Linked DNA regions of Sus scrofa: region 2 is linked to region 1. Evidence: chromatin contacts called from public Hi-C data. All regions are on one chromosome and are shown on one strand. Each heading gives the region's core, a stretch centred on a gene start, on an enhancer-like site or on the middle of the called end of the contact. The rest is flanking DNA. Distances are from core to core; before and after follow the strand shown. Region 1 holds the start of FAM46C (family with sequence similarity 46 member C). Region 2 holds the start of TRIM45 (tripartite motif-containing protein 45).

Region 1 (5,437 bases), core at 659-3,158:
TGAGATAATACATGACAATGGAAAAGAATGAACCATTGTTACACGCAGTGACACGGATGAATTTCATAGACACACTGTTGAGTGAAAGAAGCTAGACACAGAAGTGCACATATTATGAATTCATCCATACCAAGCTCAAACCTTTTGTGGCACACTGAACGGGAAGGGGCATGAGGAAGCTGGGTGGTAGTTACATATTGAGAAATTCATCGTTCTGTACACATAAGCACTTTACCGAATTTGTACCACAAAAACAAAAAAGGAAAACAACAACAAAAAAAATTAGATCATCTATCTTGACTTGATGTCCAACAACAGAATCACTGTAGCTTTCCCTAAAAGCATTCATACTGATATCCTATTCATTAATGTTGCAGGGGACCGCCCCCTCCCCTCTCATGTTTGAGAACTCTATCCTGGCAGACATTGAAAATCACACTTATTTCAGGCAGGGGTGGAAAGGGCCAGGTAGAGAAATATTGCATCTAGGAAGTAGTCTTTTCCCCTAGCACCCAGTAGAAGATTAGCATAAGCTCAATAAATGCAAGACCTACTATTTGATATAAAGAACATTTACCACACACTTTACACCAGGCACTGCGCTAATAACTTTCCATTTTCTTATTTGATACTTATATAACGCTACAAAGCTGTTCCGATTTTAGTCCCTCCGTACAGGTGAGGAAATGGAGATTTATGGAGGGTTGGTTAAGTTACTTGCCCAAGGCCTTACAGATAGTTAGGTAGTGAATAGAGATCCCAATCCAGGTTAATCTGAATTTAGAACCTGGACTCGAAACCACTTGCTACGGAGTGACGGGACAGCGTCCAAACCCCGCCTGCATGTTATGTAACAGACACGACTGAGCCCTGTGACATTCCGAGTACGAGTAAGAGTACGGCTGAAGCTGCCGCAGTTTGCAGGCTTGGCGATGGATTCCTCCAGGCCCTTAGTCCCACTAACTGCACACAGGTGGTAACCGCTCCAGAGAACCAACTGTGCTGGCCCTTTCCCCAATGACCTCCAGCCAATTTGCTTGGGGGATCAGGAAGGCTCGTCTGGCTCAGAAAACAAGTGTTCTCCCCGACTTCAAAACTCGAGTCCGGGGAGTTCCCGTCGTGGCGCAGTGGTTAACGCATCCGACTAGGAACCATGAGGTTGCGGGTTTGGTCCCTGCCCTTGCTCAGTGGGTTAACGATCCGGCGTTGCCGTGAGCTGTGGTGTAGGTTGCAGACGCGGCTCGGATCCTGCATTGCTGTGGCTCTGGCATAGGCGGGTGGCTACAGCTCCGATTAGACCCCTAGCCTGGGAACCTCCATATGCCGCAGGAGCGGCCCTAGAAATGGCAAAAAAAAAAAAAGAAAAAAGAAAAACTCGAGTCCGGGGTAGGCGTGGGGGCTTCACTCCCCACTACCGGAGAGGGAACTAAAGCTAAAATTCCCAGAGAAGTAAAAAAAACAGACCCGCGAGGGAGCGGAATAGAGCTGGAAAAAAACTTGGGCGCGGGGCAGTTGGGTGATAAGTTATGCGCTACCACCAGCAAAAGAGAAGGTAGTGGAAAGTCGAAAGGGAGTCTGAGTAACTCCGAAGTTAAGGGGGGGGTTGTCAACGCAGCCCCTCTCTATTGAGCCTGCGCAATGCTATCTCCTTTGGCACCCCGGCCCCTTCCCGCCGCCGAAGATTTACTCGTCTCTCGGCAACCATTCACCCGAGGAGCCAATCAGAGGGCACCTTTCGCCCTGCCCTCGTCGTCAGCGCCCCGGCGGAAGGATTTGGTGGGTGCCGGCTCCGCCCCGCCCCGCCCCTCGCTCCCCCGGGAGGGCAGGCTAAGGGGCGGGGGTGGGGGCGGTGGCGGCGGACGGGGGCGTGGTCAGGCCATATAAAAACGGAGGGGGCGGCGGCAGGACTGCTCACTCGGTACCGCTGCTTGGGGGCTGTAGTGACCGCGCCGCTCCTGCTGGGGGGCTGCCCACGCCAAGGACCTGCCTCTGTGGTCTCCTCCGCCGCCGCCGCCCAGGTGAGTCCACCAACCCCCTCCTTTAAAGGTGCGAGGATGCGCGGTCCCAGAATGCCGCGCGCCCTGCTCTCGGGGGGTCCGCTCCAGCCGAGAGGAGCCTAAGTCTTCGCCTAGCCCGGAGGGGACGCCGCGGCCCCGAGGTGAGGTGCGGACAGGTGCCGGGCCCCTGTGCCCCCTTCCCCCTCAGCTCCAGCGACGACACCCCCGTTATCCTGTCGCCCCCGAGGGCCAGGCGAGACGCTCCGAGAGGGAGCTACAACTTTCGAGAGACTTCGACCGGGCCTGGCAAACTTCGGCGAGTTCCTGCTCCGCGCGTCCCGCGGGCTCCGTGCTGGCCCGAGCCTGCCGAGCAGCTGAAGTGTATGTGACGGGGCCTTCAGCTCCTTCCCCGGGTCCGACGGCGGCCGCACCACTCCTCCCTTGCTTGCGGTCTCTCGGGCTCGTCCGGGCGCTCCGCGGGTGCGCACACCTTGGCCGGCCGGCCGAGCGCAAATTCGAATGCGGCGGCTCTGGAAGGTGCAGTTGGAGACAGCAGCGGTCGGGGGCTGTATCAGTCCGGGAAGGGGAGGACAGGGGTGGGACCCTCCCCCTGCTGGGTGCCAGCGCCAGGGTTTGAGGGAGAGGGCGGAGATCTCTAACTTCTCCTGCACTCGCACTAGACTGGGGACGCCGAGAGCAGCAAAGTGATCCAAGCGAGTGACGCGTGGGCTTTGCTTCTCTCGGGAAGACGGCGTCTGCGACCTGGTTCCTCCCCTTTTAGGAATGAAACTTGCTTAGCCTGTACGCGGAAAGCCACGGCCGTCCGTTGACTGGGCTAGCGGAGCCGCGGGCGGCTTAGGGGCACGGCTGTCCAGAGAGGTGTCACAGTTCAGATCGCGAAGGTGGGAGGGAGCCAGAGGAGGGTGACGAACCTGACGAGTGCAGGGTAGCAGCCTGTGCACCTAAACGCGGAACGCCTGCCCGAGAGAAACAAATCGGCGCTACCTCGAAGGAAGAGACGACTTCCGGGGAAGTGCCTGGCGAGTTTCTCTGGAGAACTCCGGTTCATCCAGGAGCACTAGAACCGATTGTTAGGGCAGGACCCTGTGGGGAGGATCTGTTCGGTCTCCTTGCAACCCCCCCCCCTTTTTTTTTGTCCAGAGGGAGGCTTCTGCAGGGCTGCCTAAATCGTTGTCTCAAATAGGAACCTGCTGCTTTTTTAACGTTTGTTGATTGCTTCTGGAGTTAGAATATGCAAACCGTGGAGTGCTTCAACTGCACTTTTAAACATCCAGCGTTTATAAAGACTAGGTAGCCAATTTGTATGGTGACAGTTGGTATTCAGGATAGTTAGGAGGTGAGTTGGGAACTTGAACCTCCCCAGGAAATAAAGTTAAGATTATTAAATCCTCCTGCAGTAGACTCCTGGGCTTGGCCCAGCTGCCTTGCAGGGGGGATGTGAGTGGCCATTGTTGGCTACACTAGCCTTTCAACGTGAGTAGCTTGGCAGGGAAGCAAGCCAGGCAGCGGTCAGGGCAGTAGGAGCGCTTACCAAGAATCGTGCTGTCTTAAACCTCCAGAGGTATTAAGGGAGTGAGACCCACACAGGCGACCCTGAAGCCCTGCCCTCAAAGAGGGTGGCGGGGAGTAGAAAACGCTGACGTTTCTCTTCCCTTTCAGGGAAGCTCAAAGCTGGACCAGCAGGGGTTTGACGTTCTTGTTTGCAAAGATGGAAAGCTTGGTATCTTTGGAGTCAAGCTTTTACTTGAGATAACTGGAACCTTGGTCTTAAGTTGTACCCTCATCTTTCGAGTACATTTATTCTCAATAAGGAGTTTTCAGAAAGCAGGGTTTGGTATATTGTATATAATCATTCAGGTAGCTGCGGGTAATTTTAACATCAACGTTAAAAAAAAAAAAAAAACCCTTTTTCTCTGTCAGGAGGCCTCTAAAATGGTTAGCCTCAACAAGGTTCCCTAATTTCTTAAGCTTGTGTGTGCACAGAGAGCAAACAGCAGCATTCTTTAGGTTGTTTCTTCCACGATTCCTACCTTGTACCCGGAGATTAAGTTGGGGTGACTTTGAGGGAAAGGATTTGGCCCTTGGCCTGTTTGTCAGAATGAATGTGATTTAGTTGAGCACCCGTGGCTCTGTCTGTTAAATGTCCTCAGCTCTCCTGTGAGTACGAGGAGCCACCAAAATCCCCTCCTGAGTCGCAGAAGCTCCCCCTGCCCCATCTCTACCGAGTCTGCATCCCCCAGTGGTCAAGGCCAGGCCAGATTGTGCACCCGCTGCCCATCCGAGAACAGAGAAATCCTCACACTTCCAAGAGTCCAGGGAACTGCCTGGAAGTAAAGATAACCCAGAGCGCGCTGGAGCATCCTTCTTCTCCCAGTGCCAGAAACTGGGCACATTGAATACAAAGTTGGAAAAGGACATTATTTTTTTCAACTGCTTAAGCAAATAAATACCCCGTTTTCATTTTCATCTTTGATATGTTGTGTGCATGGGGTCAGGCACTAAAGAATGACAAGCCAAGAGCTCTGAACGGATGTGGTAAACCTCATTTGTGTTACCTAGAGAGTCTCGTCCTGTGGATGCTCAGGACTAGTTTCATGAGTTCAGTTAAACTTGGGAGGCTGTGTTTGGGTTTCTCAGTCCCACACCAGACTCTGGACTGTGTCTGTTGTTGTTGTTGGGGGGAGCGGGGCGGGGTTTAAGGGGAAGCAATGCGGAGTCTGAGGTGTTGCTTGGGATGAAACATTATTCGGTTAGATAAGGTCCATTGCTTTTTTGTGTGGTCACTGAGGTAAACAAGGCAATATAGAAAAATATTCTCTCTTGATGTTTTGACGGTAGCAAGTTCAATAAATTGGCATAAGTTTAAGTGGTATGATGATGAGGCCGATACCTCTGTGTTTAAAAAATCGGTCGTGTGTGTAAAGCCACTTGGTTATGGCAGTAGTGCTGATCTTTGTGAGGCTTCCGGAACTTCTGGTCTCAAAACCTTTTTTTTTTGTCCTTTCACTACATGCATGAATAAGGAAGCTGCTATTTGGAATATAAATGGCTTAGAGGAAGCATCTTCATATAATTCAGCATGTAAGAAAGCCTTATGAATTGTTTAGAATTAATAGATTTTGTTCAGCTGAGCCCCGTAGCCTGTTCTAGAACTGTTTGCAGAACCTCTTGGAACAATAGGAAACAAAACGAATGTCAAGAAATAATTGCTGATGTTAAGCAACTCTCGTGGAGGATGTTTTTTAGTCTCAGAGCCTTTTTGGAGTCTCGGTCACCCAACTGTGTAGAGTGTTTACTTCTTGGATAACAGCAACCGAGTCCGTAAGTGGTTAAGTGCTTGCTGGGCCGCAGCTGGTGCCAGGTGCTGAGGCGGCCCAGGGAAGGAAGGGCGTGTGAAAAGGCCAGTGGGAATGCTCTGG
Region 2 (5,102 bases), core at 941-3,440, 460 kb before region 1:
GACCAAAGACTACTAACTTGTTCTGTTGGTGAGGCCAGAGAACAAATGGAAGGCTGACCTTAAAAACTACTTTAGGCTAATCCCCAAACCTTGGCCATTTTCCATTGTAACGCTCTGGAATAGCGCAAGAGGGTCTGAAGGAACAAAGTGATTCATCTCACAAAGTTCACCAAACGCTATAAAAGACATTATCTGCACCCCAGTAAGCACCTACCAGCCCACCTCGCCAAGTTCCCCTAACTTTAGGGGACAAGGCAAAGGCTGAGATGGGATCCCACCAATTAGCATCTTATAGTGGGAAGGTAGCAGAGATTAGTAGAAAAAGCATAGAGGCAGTCTGAAGACCTGGATTTAAAACTCTGTTCTGTAATATACTACTTACCAGCTAGGGGACCTGTGACAAATCACATATGGCTGAGCTTCAGTTTCCTCAAATAATAAGGGGTGAAAACAATGCCTGCTTTTCTATGCATTGCAAGGATCAAATGAAATCAAGGCCAGGGGCTTTGGTATTATATTCATTCTCTTTCTTTAGCACCCAGTACAATTATTCACTATACAAATGGTTGATGATCCAAGGAAACTGAATGTGCTTTGTAAGCTGAAAAGGACTCTGCAAACCTCTGCTGCTGTTATTACCATGGGTATTATATAAAGGCTGCAGGAGTTAACCGCTGTTCTGGAATATCTGTAACCACATCCTATATTGCTCTCTGACTTTGCATGGCATTCGAGCTTTCCTTTCCATCTGCTCACCCAGGGAATTCTCTGTCTTGACACCTCTTTGCACTCCGCTCTTAAGCCACACCAGGTGGGGTGTCCCATCTTTACCTATGAGCCTGGCAGCAAAAGTGGCAGAGATTGGCTTTGCAGGTCTGACACCTCTTCTCCACTTCCCTGTCGCTGCACAGGTCACACACCAGGCCCTGGCCTTCCCCACGCAGACTCTCCAGCATCACATCATTCATGGCCAGGTGGTCTATGGTTAAAGCCTTCACTCCACCCATGGGCAGGTCCACCTGAGCATCACATACCGGACAGAGGATGCCGATCTGCGGCTGCAGAGTGCATGGCTTGAGTTCCTGGAATATTGACCCCTCAGAGCTTGTGTCAGAGTCTCCCCCACGGATGTCCACTACTGAGAAGGGTTCCAGCTGCTCCAGACAGGTGGTGCAAACTGTGTGCAAACAAGGCAAGAGCCTGGGGGTCTTGAAAAGCCCCATGCACAAAGGGCAGTGAGTCTTGCCTGAGTTCCCAGGTGTGGTCCCACATGGGAGTTTGCCCACGAAGCCCAGCAGCGGCTTCCTGTTTTCTGCCATATTCCCCACGTTTGTGCTCAGTATCAGAAAAGACCCTGGGCAATTCTATAATGAAGTAGTAGGTGATTAGGCCCACCCAAAGAGAAAGTTTCCAAAACTTGAACAGAGACCATGGGGACTCTCTCTTTGGCAAATCAAAGGGCAAAAAGTTAGAGGATTCCTTAAAGGAACCGCCCACAGAACTACTCAACAGGGCCCCCTCCTTTGCAAGGCATCCCATACCAGACACGCCCACGGCCTCCTCTAACCCCCTAAATCCTCCGAGGAGGCGCTTCCAGGTCTAAGTCTCCTGCTAGACTTCTGAACCCCTGCATCTCTAACACCCTCTACTATCACCCCCCTCCCGCTGCCACCCGTCCGGCCCCGCGCCAGACACGCGACAAGTGCCGTCCCCGCCCTCGCGTGATGCGGTTGGGGGGCCTCCCGCTCCTTCCCCCAACCCGGCCCTCCGCGGAAGGCACATGGAGGACGAGGGTGCTGCGAGGTCTTGCCGGCTCTTCGGTTGCCACCGCCTGCCCACTTTCCGGTCCAAGGTGGTGCCCGATGGCTCCGGCCCTTTCTCACACCAATCCCAGTCGGGGGCTACTCGGGCGAGTCCAATCACCTTGGGAGAGGCGCGGCCTTCGCCGCAGCAGGACCCGCCGCCCTTCAGAGTGACACCAGCGGCACCCAGTAAGCTTTGGAAATTCCACATCTTGGCCGGTGCCCTCCGGGAAGGGGCGGGATCAAACTAAAGGCAGGAGGCGGGGCTGTCTGCGGGGTTAGTCCTCGGAAGAAGAAAAGACTGAGGCTGGGAGTGAGCGGCATAGTACAGCCGGCGTCACCGTTTTACGGTGACTGTCCCTTTCTCTATGGCTGCGGCGATCAGAGAGGCCAGAGGAGCACTTAAAAAGCCGCGCTGATGGGCCACGGGACCGCCTCCCCCGCGCCCTCGGATTGGTCCCACGATCCCAGTTTGGGCCCTCCCATTGGTGGGTGGCGCTGTCAGTTGGTGCCGGGCTCCGCCCGGGGCGTTGAAAGGGGAGGTGTTTTCCTGGTTGTCGAGGTTTGGGATGTGTGCGGTTACTGGCGTTTCTTCTCCGAGCTGGTGTCAGCCTGAGAGTTCCCCTCTGGGCTTCCCAGCTTATTTTAGCTCTGGAGTCCCTCAGGACTAGCGGGCTGGGTACAAGAGCTTCTAGAAGAGGCTTGCTGGCTCCTGGCGTTTTCCGACCCAGGCTGGTTCGGAAGACCCCTCAGGGAGACCGTTGCACCGAGGTCTAGCGTTGCCTTCGTCCGGCCAGCGCCCAGGAGCCGACTCCCCGTTCCCTGGAGTCGGAGAAGCAGTTTTTTCACCCATCCGGGGCAAGAGGTGCGGATGACTAAGGGGTGGTTTTTCATTCAGAATTCTACAGCTTTGTGTAAGAGAAACAGGGCACGTTTGTCCCCCCGTTTTTATCCGTCAGGGAGGGCCGGTGGCTGGTCACAATGGGGTAGTGGAAGGTGTCAAGGAGGGATAAGCCCTTTGTGGGCTCACAAACTAAGGGGAAAATGAACCCATCAGGCACCCTTTCCTTCGCGATTCACAGTTTCTTGGTCTCCTTCTTTTAAGTGTCCTCAGGAGTCTGCTGATTTAGCCGTATCTGGGATTTTACCTGGGATGTAGGCCTTTTATCTCCCAAGTTCCACACGTGGTAACCCTCTGGCTTCTTACCCTCCATCTGTTCTCATTATCTTCGGCACTTAAGCCCCTGGAGGAGGCCTGATTATCTACCTCACAGCTCGCTTTATTCATCACCTCTTGGACTTGATTTGGACCCAGTGGGCAACTGTCTCACTGATGTCTTCATTATCCATTCCATGCTATAGGCACAGTGCCTGGAGCCTAAGCTCTTTTAAAAACAAAAAAAAGTAGAATCTAAAACAACACTCTGAAATATGAAAAGAAAACTATAAAATCAGAAATTGGAATGTTTGGCCATTTCTAAAATATGTTAATGAGTCAAATGCCACTTTTATATGTAAATTATATGTAATTTCCTAAAGGAAGCATGCCGGCAAAGGTCTTAAAATAGTTCTTACCTAGATTTTTTTGTGGCTTCTTGTCCTTCTCTGTACCTACTGACTCGGAATCTGCTTTCTCCACTCCAGTATGAAGTCAGTCGCAGCAACTGCAGACTTGGATTTGTTATATATCCTTGCTCTGAACTTCACCTCAACACTCCCCGATGCCTTGTGATGCTTTGCTTCATCTCTTATTCATGCTCTTATCATATTTCCCATGGTAGATGTTACAAGCTTCTCTTGTCTAAGAAGTGCTTTATAATTTACATGTGTGTTATTCCATTTACTCTCTTAACAACTCTGTGAGGAAAGTCTCAAGTTTGGTGGCCAGCCCAAGGTAGCCCATCTGAGACTTGAATTCTGTCTCATGATGCCATGCCCAACCACCTCTACCCTTTCTCTTCCCAGCTGCTGCTGCTTTTTTTTTTTTTTTTTTTTTTTTTTTGGTCTTTTGTCCTTTTTAGGGCCACACCCGCAGCATATGGAGGTTCCCAGGCCAGGGGTCCCATCGGAGCTGTTGCTGCCAGGCTACACCACAGCCACAGTAACGCCAGATCTGAGCCATGTCTACAGCCTACACCACAGCTCATGGCAACGCCGGATCCTTAACCCACTGAGTAGGGCCAGGGATCGAACCCACAACCTCATGGTTCCTAGTCAGATTCGTTTCCGCTGTACCATGAGGGGAACTCCTCATCGCAGCTTCTTAAGCATTAAATCCTTTATATACTCAGCAGGTATATAAAGCAGGAATATAAAGCAGACTTTAAGAAAAGCAATTTCCTCACTTTTTACCAAAAAAATCTGGGATTCATCATTTCTCCTCTCATACCTCTCCTAACTGCTTTTCTTCTCTTCCAAGGTTAACCTCTCAAGACTTCTGCTCTTAATTCCGACCTTTCCTGCCTTCGCAAAACCTTGCTGTTCCTACATTTTCCATCTGTCCTTTATGCACGTTCTTCTACCAGATCCTCCTTTGACTGGGCTGCCTTTTAACTTCCAGACCTTTGTGACTCTCACCACTACATTTCTCGAAAGAGTAGTCTCACTCTCCGGCTTTCATCACCTTCTTCTCAGTGTCACCATCACCGCCCCCGTTTTTTTCCTCCCCCCTATAAACTCCTCTTTCCTACTGAGACTTTTCTCTTGCAGATGACAAGTGACCACATCACTAGCCCTTTCTCACTACAGTCTCTTTGGTATTCGCTATTGTTATGTACTCCCTTGTATTTAAAACGTCCTCTCCCCTCGCCTTCTGAAATAGGCTGCTCTCCTGGCCTTGTAATTTCTTGAACTGCTTCTCGCATTCTCCTTCCTCGCTGGTCCCCCTTCCTCCACTTTATCCCCCGTCTTTCCTTCTCCTGCAGGTGAGCCTGAGAGTCACACTTTCAGTACTGACCACTCTCCTCAGCGTTGGTCACAACCGTCTATTACACACCTGCACCCAAATGTCACCCCATCACCTTTAGGGCCACATAAGCTTAAACTCCATTGAACTTCTATTTTATTCTCTCAAGGATATCGTCATTGTCCCTTCCCCCCAACTTGAGACCTTATAGTGCTTTTGGCCTCCTTTCTCTTTTTCCATATCCAGGCAGGTACCATTTTTTTTTTCCATCCCCACTGCCAGCACCTTACTGAGCAGAATTTTAGGATGATAAAGACTTCGTCCCCTTTACCTCAAGTATTAGAATAATCTCTGAATTCCTGCCCTCCACTCCTCCCCCAATTGATTCTACATGG

The links. Hi-C and Micro-C count contacts between places; a contact is called where the count stands out from the background.
Region 2: a Hi-C map of liver shows a contact between it and region 1, with 5 times the contacts expected there. The contact joins the promoter of TRIM45 here to the promoter of FAM46C in region 1. A contact is called at or near these places in 2 of 47 Hi-C or Micro-C datasets (heart right ventricle and liver).

What each region holds. Positions count from the first base shown.
Region 1 is chr4:103,150,545-103,155,981 of Sscrofa11.1, reverse strand. FAM46C (family with sequence similarity 46 member C) reads left to right here and starts at 1,908. Exons shown (of 2, transcript NM_001315609.1): 1 at 1,908-2,018.
Region 2 is chr4:103,610,270-103,615,371 of Sscrofa11.1, reverse strand. TRIM45 (tripartite motif-containing protein 45) reads right to left here and starts at 2,190. Exons shown (of 6, transcript XM_001929343.5): 1 at 832-2,190. The coding sequence starts at 1,319.